Regions from separate parts of the Drosophila melanogaster genome. Here region 2 is linked to region 1. A link is a contact called in public HiChIP or PLAC-seq data. All regions are on one chromosome and are shown on one strand. The core of a region is the stretch at or near the end of the contact, and the rest is flanking DNA. Distances in the headings are between cores, read along the strand shown.

Region 1 (6,080 bases), core at 2,342-4,841:
GCACTTCTTTAAGATCAGCACCGAGCTGTTGACCAACTGCAGCCAGATGGAGACGGAGGCGCAGCTGTTGATCTTTCGCTTTCTGGTTGACAATCTGGGAAACTTTGCCGTCGAAGACTGTCTGGATTTCTTTCACAGCTTTGTAGAGCGACATCGCTGTCTGGAAAGCTCAGAGTTCCGGAACACGATGCTGGGCAAGATGCCAACGATTATCAATCACACGGCCAAGCACTTTCAAAAGGTTCTAAAGGCGGACATCGGAGTGGGTGGCCATGCATTGGCTCAGAATATCAAGCGATTCTTTTCACATCTTCAGCATCTGATTGAGCGGGACATCCACAGCGAGGTTTATCAACCCAAGATCTTTGCCCTGAAGTTGCTGGAAATCCTAAATAGGTCGCTATATGCAGAAGAAGTCGCAAAAAATGCAAAAATGTGCAGTCCTCAGCAGAATCAGCGCATGGGCATATTTCTCCTGGAGCACGGAGTCTTTCGTCCAAAGGAAATGGCGCAACAGCTCTTCGAAACCCTCAACAATCCACAAGGTTTCGATGATGCTTTGGACCTAACGGTCTCCCTGTTGATTCAGATGGGCCATGTGGACAGTGAAAAGTGCGTGGAGCGGTGCTTCGAACTGTGCCACACGTCTGATATGGACCAATGCTCCTTGGTTTCCCTCTACGCACAGTTGGCGGTTACAAAAGAGCAAGCTGGATCAAAGATATTTGATGAGTGCCTGAAAAGGCTTACCGGTAAATTAGATCCCTTCTTCGAAGATCCTTTGCAGACCGCCAAGAGCGGAGGACATCTCTTTGGCTATCTTTGCGCCTTGGACGAGGTGGTCAAGGCTGGCTTGGCAGTGGAGACGCCTCTGGAGGATTTGTTGCCATTGCTAGAGAGAATTCTCAGCGGCATTCTCAAGTTCCTCAATGTGGCCAACGCCCGGCGACAGGAAGAGGCAGCCACAGCAGCCAGTTTCCAGGACATGGACGAGAGTCTCCAGCTGCTGGTCAGCGAAAGCTCCTTCAAGTGTGATGGGGAGGAAGAGGCTTGTCGAAAGTACTTACTGATGAGCTTCTGGTTAACGTTGAAGGTGCGTAGATATATTTCTTAACTCTTGATAAACTTATCATTTGTTTATCCTTCTGCAGGGCTGTTGCGATCTGGCCACCAGCATTGGGTGTTACCAATTGCAAACGTCTGCCAAAACAGTTAACACCGAGACTCTGCGTCGTTGCCTCAATATTAATGTTTCCGTTTTGACGCTTTGCCGGCACAAAGGAGCCATAGAGGCGGCCGGCTTGAGCATTGGCAGACTTACCCGTGCCATCACCAGTAGCTTAGACAGCTGCGATTCGGGATTCCAAATGCTTCACGACTGCCTAGAGCGAGAGCTGCTGACTGAAAGCCGTCAAGTGAGCACCACACGACGTGGTGCCGGCTTCGCCATAATGTTCCTTCACGTGCTGAAGAACGATAATCCACGACAGCGGCTGCTGCTCCATCGCGCTGTGCAGCAGATTCTTAAGAGGCTAAATGAAAACCAAACCGCGGAGACTGTTTGTCTCGATAGCAATCACGATCGCTGGGAGGCATTGGTACTGCATTACCTTTGCGTTCTTGTGCGCGACACAGAACTGAGGCCAGCTATGAGCAAGTACTACAATGAGATTCTGCTGGTGGCCATGGAGCACATCACCAACCCCGAATGGACCATTTCGAATGCGGCACTTCAACTCTTTGGCGCCAATCTGGGCAAGCTGGTCGGCCAGCGCCAAGCTACAGAGTTTGACACACGACCCGCCTGGGAACCCAGTGAGCTGGACTACGACGAATTGGGCTGCTTGCTGCCCAAGGCTTGCGAGCACATGCTGAGGTGCTGTGATCGCCAGGAGGTCACGTCATCCATCATACTCTTTCTGGCCTTCTTGTCCAAGGTCGAGCACTTGCGTACGTCGGGCGGGAAAGAGCCAAATCCCCTGCTCATTCGCTTCCGCCGACTCAGTTGGCATTTGTTGCGGCACAAATGTGATCAGGTCCGCCAACTGGCGGCCACCTGCTTTGTGCGGTCGCACGAATTCCGCTGCGATCTGCCGGCGGCGCTGCTGGCCAGCGCCAAGTTGGCCGCGAATCTGGAGGAGGAGAACTTCTACGAGGGACTGATTTACACGCTGACATCGGGCGTGCTGAAACTAAAGCACGAAGCACGTCATGTGTGGAGCGCGGGACGTCTGGAGGGATTCCTTGAAGCGCTGCTCACCGCGCTGGATGTCACTGAGCGAGTTCGTCGCTTCAAGCCGTACACACGGAATGTGCTGCTGGAACTGCTAGGCCAGCTGGGTAGTGCGGATAAAGCGGCTCTCGTCGAGTCTCTCGGCTAGCATTAGCAAATCTAGTTTTATCTAATCTTTAATCATTAAGCCAAAAAGTTATCTTTCCTTGTCAACGCTTTTACAACTATTCAAATGACGCATTTAATGTTTGTACGCAGTAAACGTAACGAAAGTATCTACCAAACAGGGATTTCTAAAATAACCAATGAGAATATGAACTAACCGCGCGATCAGCTGAAACCCTCGCTCGACTCCTGCTCCATGGCCTGAAGTTCCTGTTTTTCCATAGCCTCCTGCGCCATTTGCTGCAAGGTACGACTGAGTATGTTGCGCAGGATGTGCGGCTTGCAGTGCTCCTCCAGCCAGGGGATAATGCCGGTGGTCAGCTGCTTAAAGTTCTCCATGGGTATGTGTTGAAATGTCTCGAACATTTCCTCCATAATGGCCTGGAACTACGGAGGAGGGTGGTGGGTGGCGATTCTAGAGGTTATAATAGAGGTAAGCGCTCCATACTTACCACTTGAAACTTGGCCTCATCGGTGAGTCGTGCCTCCTCCGGCCCTGGATTCGCCTGCTGATGCTGTAGCATGTTCTCATAGCCGTTCTTAATGATCCGTAACGCTGTTACCTCCTTTTGTAGCGCCGATCCCTCGTCCTCCTGCTTGAGTTTCTGCTGGTTAAGGTAGCCAATGTATTCGATGGACTTCTGCAGGATCAGAGCCTTGCTGAGCTTGTAGCCGGAGGAGTCGTTGGGCTGGCAGCGCGGCACCAGCTCCTGCAGACTGTCGTAGCCCTTCTTAATGGCATCGCGCCGCTTCTGCTCCGCCTGGGTGTGCGCCTCCCTTCTCCGCTCCTTGTAACTCAGCGTGGAATTGGCGGCCGCGGAATGGCGCGCATCGCCGCTATCGTCGTCGTCGTCTGCGATACAGAACCGAAACATGAGTACAATGTAATAAAATGCTGCTGATAGCGAGTAATTCAATGCCACTGCTTTATCAGCTGCCCCCGCCCCGCACTCTTGACCGATCAGCGTGACCGATCTTGACCAGCGTTCGCCCACCTGAATTGTGCGCCGAGGAGTTCGGAGTGTGCGTGCTGCCCGCACTGCTGCACCGCGAGTAGTGCTTGCTGGTGTGGTCCTGGTCGTGCTCCATGCCGAAAACGTCTTCCTTGGTGGCCAACGCGTTGTTATTATCGCTCATCGTCAACTGCGACGTTTTGGAATTCCCAAAACAAAAACACTAGCAGCGGTGTGACTGTCGCAAGGTAGCGCGAAAAGCCTTCGGTATCTGATGGTCACATTCAACATTGTGCGATAGTTTTAAGGAATTTTTAAAACAGTTATCAGGTACCAGGCTAACAGGTACTTTAATTATGATGTTATTCAACCAACTATGCTTGTTATAATTTGCATCCCTAATAACATAGTTTTTAGAAACTGCATACAATTAATTTTTGTAGCAGAGTGTAAGATGTGGTACGTTCAATCAACGAATGATAGTCATATCGATATTTCGGCCACCTCTACCGGTCCGGATGATGACTTTTACGTTTTTTTCTTGTTGAACTTTGCCGTCGTGTCGCTTTCTTCGGGGTTATTGCTTAAATTTAGCGGGTTTTTGGGCTGTAATTTGTGATCGGCGGACGCACAAGGAATCAATCATGGGCCTGCTATATGCGCTGCGCGTGAGGATCATGAACTTCATGATTTTCTTCCTCCTCATCATCCTAATGCCCGGTCTGCCGCCGCGCACCACCTTCCCCTTCAAGGACTATATGTAAGTGCCGCCCGTTTCAATTGACGTAATTCCCGTGTTAATCCTTGGAGAAATCGCCACTTCGTACAGTGTGACCCCGCCCAAAGACCTGAAGGGTGCGCTGGAATCGAACTTTCACCTGGAGGGAGCGGAGCGACTGCTGGAGGGGCGGGTCTACGGCCCGGAGTGCCTGATAGCCCGCAACAACGAGATCTACACCGGCATCCACGGCGGTGAGGTCATCAAGCTAACGTCCAACCATGTCACGCATGTCACCAAGATCGGCCAGCCCTGCGGTGCGTATTTTCGAGTCCTATAAAGGGAATTTCATTTTATAATAGTAATCCCCTTGCAGAGGACATCTACGAGGAGTCCCGGTGCGGCCGTCCGCTGGGACTGGCCTTTGATACGCAGGGCAACAACCTCATCATCGCCGACGCCTACTACGGCCTGTGGCAGGTGGACCTGGGCACCAATAAGAAGACTCTGCTGGTCTCGCCCGCCCAGGAGCTTGCCGGCAAGTCCATCAACCGCCCTGCCAAGATTTTCAACGGCGTGACCGTGAGCAAAGAGGGCGACGTCTACTGGACGGACTCCTCGTCGGACTTCACCATCGAAGACCTCGTCTTTGCCAGCTTTGCTAACCCCTCCGGCCGGTGAGTTCATCGCAAATTATAGCGACACTGTCTAATATTGCTAGAATTCAAAGTGATAGCTATTCGGAATAGGGCTACAGTGGGACCCCATTACAATGTATTTCTTTATAAAACGTGTTTTGTGACCCATTTAAGATTATTTCAAATGTTTGTAGCGGAGGAATCGAGGGAGTCACTTAATTAATCTCAATTAAGAGTCCACGCTTACTGAAGTTAGCTTAATTCTTATAATTAAGGGACAAGTTACAGAAGTATGACTGTAAGACGAACGCAAACCGGTTTCTCGATCTGGTCTTATGGTTACTCTAACGGCCTTTGCTTTCTTCTACGTTCCAGTCTCTTCAAATACAATCGCTCGAAGAATGTTAGCGAGGTGCTGCTGGACGAACTGGCTTTCGCCAATGGATTGGCCCTCAGTCCCAACGAGGACTTCATCGTGGTAGCCGAAACCGGAGCGATGCGTCTGACAAAGTATCACCTGAAGGGAGCGAAGGCCGGTCAGAGCGAGGTGTTCGTCGACGGACTGCCCGGTTTGCCCGATAACCTGACACCCGACGCCGAGGGCATCTGGGTGCCATTGGTCCAGAGCGCGGATAGCGAGCATCCCAACGGCTTCACCCTGTTCACTCGCTTCCCCAGCGTGCGCCTGTTCCTGGCCCGCATGCTGGCTTTGTTCGAGCTGCCCTTCCGCTACTTGAACAGCGTATATCCGAACAAGTTCTCGCAGCGATTCGTTCACTTCGTGGGACACATGGAGAGCATCACTGTGCTGGCGCCCAAGCGAACGACTGTCGTGCGTGTGGACTGGAACGGCAACATTGTGGGCTCGCTGCATGGCTTCGACAAGTCGGCCGCCACGGTATCACACGTCCTGGAGTTCCAGGACTTCTTGTTCTTGGGCTCCCCCACCAATCAGTACCTGGCGCGTGTCAAGTCGCCAAAGGCCAAGCAGCCCACGCTGAAGGTGCGCAATGTTCGCGTCGAGGGCGAGGGCTTGGAGGCGTCCATTGGTGTGCCACCCAGCAAAGCCACTCCTAAACCCAAGGCGGCTCCTAGCACCACCACTCCGAAACCCACTACCACAACGACAACTACCACGCCGAAACCCACTACCAAGACGACAACTACTACAACCACGCCAAAGCCCACTACCACAACGACAACCAAGAAGCCAACGACCACTACCACCACTACGACAACCACGCCGAAGCCAACAACTACTAAGCCGCCGACAGCTAAGCCATCTACGACTACAACAACCACCACTACTCCTAAGCCAACTACTACTACTACTCCTACTACTCCTACTCCAGAGCCTTCTAAACCGAAGGTCA
Region 2 (5,652 bases), core at 1,821-4,320, 350 kb after region 1:
AGAGCTCCGATGATGAGGGTAACCAGACCAATGGATCCGGTGAGGAGAGCAACAATGCGGGCAATGGCAAGCAGTATCGCGACCTGGAGACCTTCCAAAAAGCTCAACTGCGTCAGAAGGTAAGCTGATCAATCAATATTCTCATAATATTTTGATGGACAACTCTTTATCCACAGCTAAAGCGCGGCAAGATTGAACCCAATGGCAGTGCTAGTTGTGCCAATCCGGCGCCAGTGCGTCGTGAATTTGTGATGCACAACAAGGCGCCCATGTGGAATGAGATGAGTCAGGTGTACCAGCTGGACTTTGGCGGACGCGTTACCCAGGAGTCAGCCAAGAACTTCCAAATCGAGTTTCGTGGCAAGCAGGTGAGCTGAGCATCGCAGGCAATCTGCAGGAGCACACAAATAACATTTGAATCCACTTAACAGGTCATGCAATTCGGTCGCATTGATGGAAATGCCTATACCCTGGATTTCCAGTATCCTTTCTCCGCCCTCCAGGCCTTCGCCGTGGCTCTGGCCAATGTGACACAGCGACTTAAGTAATCGGGTATTGAGGGATCAGATATCGCATCGTATCGCATCGCACCGCATCTTTAAAATGTCGCCAGCTGAATGCAGCAATTGCTTTTTTGGCCTACGCTATACTATATATTTTTATACCAGACACGGTGGGATGGACGGATGGTTAGCGAAAATTGCATCTTCATTTGTATATATTGTATATGTATATTGTGGTCTTTAGGTTTCCGAACACCGTACTTTAGTGATTATGTATGTGAACACGTACCACCACTTGATTGAAGGTTTTGCCATGTGCTGCACATTGAAACACGAGTGCGCACATGGGTGTGCAAACTCACAGTCCGATCCATTTTTGTGCAATATTTGTATGACAAATTTTTTGGATTAAGTGTAGCCGAGTGTAAATGTTAGGCGTAGTACGACGATGTACGATGTACGATGTATTTTAAATCAAACTACTTTAACACGATTAACGATCAGTCGGTTTTTAACACTAGTTTGTACAAGAGCAGCCTTTTTTGCATAGAGCTTCGTTTCTCGCTTTACTCGATTTAAGTGCAATAACTCCTTTTGTTAACTCCTAGAACTAAGACATATTGGCGAGACCGGCAAACCGCTTGGCCCAGCGCACTTGATAACAAAAATTCATTGTAAGTAAGAGGACAAGTCCGATTACTCGACGCTAGCATATTTTTTATAAGTGTAAACTAATTGTGAATGTTGAATCGATCGACAGCAAGGAATACCGAACTTTGTGCTTTTCCTCTCAACTCTTTTTTGTAGTTAGGCTTAATTTCAAGGAAAATTCGTTATTGTAATTGTTGTGAATATTGAAATAAGCGCGAGTCGTAAGCGATTTAGGCGGTCAACTACATAAATCATTAAATAAATGTATTTTACGTGAATAAAGGCTTTCGTTTTATATATAACAACAAAGTATTGCAACTAACCAGAAGAACAGAAGTTTTGTATATATCAGCTAACTACATATGTCATGTCTTTTGCTTTTGTTTTTCGATCTCGATTTCGGCCTTTTCCCAATCTGGAATGGTTTTCTCCTTTATGCTCCACGAATCGGTTTTGGGGCCCTTTATTTCAGCTAAAATATAAAAAAGGAAGGTAACAAAGTGTTTCTAGGAATGAACACGAACACTACTCACAGTTCTTGAAACGCTTCACGCCCTCCTGCATATCTGTTATCATATCTGAGGTAACATTCATGATCTCATTGTAACTGGCCACATGGAATCCTGGTTTGTTGTAGGCATTGGCATTTTCAAGCACAGCATTCCTGTCGTGCATTAGGGAAGCCATGGGGAACTTGGCAATGGAAAAGGCCAGATTAACAGCTTGACCTAAAGCTGTGCCTGTGGCCACAACGCGATTCACTAAACCGATTCGCCGCGCCTCCCCAGAGTAGATGCGTCTTCCAGTTGCGATGATCTCCAAGGCATTGGAGTAACCCACTGCAGCGGCCAGCCGCACAGTTCCACCATCGCTCAGGGGAACTCCAAGGCGACGGTTGAAGAACCCCAGAACTGCAGTGTCCTCCATCACCCGGAGATCGCACATTAGAGCCAGTTCCAATCCACCGGCCACACAGAAACCGCTGATGCCGCAAACAAGTGGCTTGCGGAGATGCCGCCTAGTTGGTCCGACGGAGCCCTCGTGACGCAACAGAAAGTTGAGGCTGCCGCGTTGCGCCTCCGCCTCTAGCTCCTCCAGATCATAGCCTGCACAAAAGGAGCCACCTATGCCGTAGAGCACACCCACTGGAGAAGTATCATCCGCTTCGAATTGGCTAATGGCTTCGGTCAGCTGCTCCGCGGTGTTGGCATCAATGGAATTACGCTGCTGCTCGCGATTTAGGCCAATAAGTGTTATGTGCGAGTCCTTCTCCACCAGAACTGTGCGGGCAGGGGCACCCTCTTGAGATTCGCTTTCCGCATTTCTTACAGTAGCCAAAGAAATGCGTCTGCAGCCCGAACTAGTTTGGTTTGCACTCTGTAAAAGTTTATAAACAAATCTGCTCATTACGACGCTCGAAACAACAACAGTGGACATAGGCAGCATGGGCGTAGTCGATAGCAATTAAAGGGTATTGAACTTACATAAGATAATTTTAAAATGATAATTTTTTAATTAACAGGTAATTATTACAATATTCTGCTCGAAATAGAATTAAATAAATAATTTTGTTTACAATGTGAAAATTGGTTGCAACCCCTCTCCCACAACCATGCCTATTAGTATTGTATAATGCCAAATCCGCCTGAGCCCTGCACCTTTTGCAGCACTGCTTGTCAGTTTCGAGAGAGCGGAGCTGGACTACCCGCTCTCTTTTTTCACGCCAAGTCTAGCTGATTTTTAAGTGCCAATTGTAAAAAAAAGTTTATTTTAGTTTTGGAAAAAGAAAAACGACTTTATACTGGATGATATGCTTATTAAGTTTAGTTATTGGTACCATACATTTAAGTGATTTTTTTATATTTACCGTCAGCTATTTTCTGGCCCTAAGTTGGCACCACTGTCAACGGCGAGAGAGAGAGCGTCGCTGCGCTGTCAAAAAGGTGGGTGTGTGTTTGTGTGGAGTGGAAACAAAAAGGAAAAACACGAAAATTATTCGGGGACGCTGCGTTTTGTCCCTCAAACAGATATTTATAAGTAAAAGCCGCTGCGAAATAGTGCGAATCAATTATTTAAATGCGCCGCATGGACCATCGCCTCGAACGCATATCGGTAGCCGGAAAACGCACAGTGATATAAGCCAAGTACAAAACAGTCGCCGCCTGCCGACAGACAAAGGAAAAGGATAGGTGGTGGTGAAAACGGTAAAATAATATTGTATTCCCATTCGGTGTTGTGCCACAACAAAAGATTTTCATTGCTACCGCACCCGCCCCCGCGGCCACGCCCAGCCCCGTTGCATGTGGCGCAATATGTGCCGCCTCTGTGTGTTGAACTTTAATTGAATCGGTTATGAGAACTTAATTGTGTCTATTTTCGGGCGGTTCATTTTCCCATTTTGTGTTTCTTTTTCTCGATGCGGTGCGTCTGCCGGTGGCTTCCGCGTCACCACAACACTCGGGCGACCCCGCCCACCGCCGAAGGGGCGCCACTGGAGGGGCGGTCGCCATTTGGTCCGCTGCTCCCATTTATGCTTTTTGTTTTTCCCCGTCTGTGTCGCCCATCATGATCTATTTTTGAAAATTTTATTTGCGAAAACAAAGTGCCACCGCAACCGAAATGAGACCCTCGTTCGTTTTATTAGGCTTTATGGGCCTCCGCCGCTGCGGTTGCTTTCTTTTTGCGGCCGGGACACACCTTTCGAGAGCCCTGCCTTTGATCATCCCAGAGATATACCGTAGACCTTCGCCATTATACTCTGTACAGTAGTACTTCCACAGCTTGGACATTCCCACTTTACGATGTAGCATACTCCAATAAGTATAACTTCCATTAATACAATATAAATAGTTTGCGACTCAGGAAGCAAGTATCCTGATTCAATTTGTCTAGATATTCAAATTTTAAAAGTTGCCAAATTCCATTTAAGCAATTGTTTATCTTATATATATGTAGTTGCGCGCCAAAAACGATGTGGTAGTTAATTTATTTATAAAAACCTAATAAAACGAATAGGATAATTTATTGTGTCATATATGTATTTCTACAGCATTTGTTTCTATTTTAAAGAATTTTTATTAAGGAAGTACGACTGTGAAATAATTTGCGGTCAGTTGGCACTGGCGGGTTTATTGCCTCGAATAGAACTTAATTAATTGAATTAAGCTGGCGAAGACATTCATCTTCCATCTTATTTTGCCCACAGCACACAGACAGTACACAGCTATCGGCACAGGCACACTCAGCACACTCACGATGTCAACCGGAAGGCCCATAAAGTGTGTAGTCGTTGGTGACGGCACCGTCGGAAAGACCTGCATGCTAATCTCCTACACGACAGACTGCTTTCCCGGCGAATATGTGCCCACAGTGTAAGTTTGTGCCTCGATAGCCGCAAACCGCAGATCGATATCTAACTTTTACTATGATATCTTTCACAGCTTCGACAACTACTCGGCGCCCATGCAAGTGGACACAATACAGGTCTCGCTGGGACTGTGGGATACGGCGGGTCAGGAGGACTACGACCGCCTGAGACCGCTATCCTACCCGCAGACAGACGTTTTCCTGATATGCTACAGCGTGGCGAGTCCCTCGTCCTTTGAGAACGTCACCTCGAAATGGTATCCGGAGATAAAGCACCACTGTCCCGATGCGCCCATCATTCTAGTTGGTAAGTTGCCAAGCGACATGAAAACTGCAATCAGAAAACGAGAATCATACATATATCTTTGGGCGTATTCCAGGCACCAAAATCGATTTGCGCGAAGATCGAGAGACACTCAGCGGCCTGGCAGAGCAGGGACTGACGCCGCTGAAGCGCGAGCAGGGCCAGAAGCTGGCAAACAAGATACGCGCTGTGAAATACATGGAGTGCTCCGCCTTGACGCAGCGCGGTCTCAAGCCGGTAAGTCATCGGTGCCCGGCACACCCTCCACCTACCCCTTATTCATCATTAAATTTCCCTTCCCACTCCGATTGCAAATTCAGGTGTTCGAGGAAGCGGTGCGCGCGGTGCTCAGACCAGAGCCGCTAAAGCGACGCCAGCGAAAGTGTTTAATAATGTAAATAAGGTAGAATGTTATTGGCTTTGGCGAAGTATAGAGATTCCTCGGAAGCGACACGTACACCGGCACAATGGCCACAACAAATTGACACTCACGCAGCGCCCTCATCGACAAATCAATTACATGTATTTATTTATAAAATTCTCCGTACTCTCGTAAAAGGCACCGAACCCGGAAAGAAACTCTAAACAAACGATAAATATTGTACGAAATTCTGTGAATCGAAATGTACTGCCATCAAAATTCGTATGAAATTTCTCTTTGTTTGGCTGTTTTTTTCTGCGGATCGTTGCTGTCACACATTTGGCAAACCACGATTCCCTCCCGCAACAACTAAAAAAAACATTGTTAACAAAATCGGTACCACAGATAAATCATAAATCTAATGCACTACATATGTAGAAATCTAGTCAATTGAATCGAATGTATTG

The links. HiChIP or PLAC-seq counts read pairs in DNA pulled down with a chosen protein or histone mark.
Region 2: an H3K27ac HiChIP or PLAC-seq map of the Kc167 cell line shows a contact between it and region 1, with 5 times the contacts expected there. The contact joins the promoter of Mtl here to the promoter of bigmax in region 1. A contact is called at or near these places in 10 of 107 Hi-C or Micro-C datasets (the D17-c3 cell line, the S2 cell line, embryo and 5 more) and 1 of 6 datasets of contacts at active chromatin or transcription factors (the Kc167 cell line).

The regions. Positions count from the first base shown.
Region 1 is chr3R:27,284,935-27,291,014 of dm6, forward strand. It overlaps bigmax, which reads right to left and starts at 3,592. Exons shown (of 3, transcript NM_143299.3): 1 at 3,394-3,592; 2 at 2,851-3,251; 3 at 2,432-2,785. The coding sequence starts at 3,535. The coding sequence ends at 2,564. CG3368 reads left to right here. Exons shown (of 3, transcript NM_143298.2): 2 at 1-1,093; 3 at 1,152-2,514. The coding sequence ends at 2,381. It overlaps Hmu (Hemomucin), which reads left to right and starts at 3,835. Exons shown (of 4, transcript NM_057811.4): 1 at 3,835-4,111; 2 at 4,181-4,386; 3 at 4,446-4,746; 4 at 5,083-6,080. The coding sequence starts at 3,996.
Region 2 is chr3R:27,633,479-27,639,130 of dm6, forward strand. Mtl (Mig-2-like) reads left to right here and starts at 3,071. Exons shown (of 5, transcript NM_079809.3): 1 at 3,071-3,358; 2 at 4,360-4,525; 3 at 4,595-4,827; 4 at 4,901-5,061; 5 at 5,145-5,652. The coding sequence starts at 4,410. The coding sequence ends at 5,222. CG5611 reads right to left here and starts at 2,582. Exons shown (of 2, transcript NM_001276087.2): 1 at 1,688-2,582; 2 at 1,147-1,626. The coding sequence starts at 2,561. The coding sequence ends at 1,520. It overlaps Tusp (tusp,), which reads left to right. Exons shown (of 11, transcript NM_001202374.2): 9 at 1-119; 10 at 177-368; 11 at 432-1,454. The coding sequence ends at 548.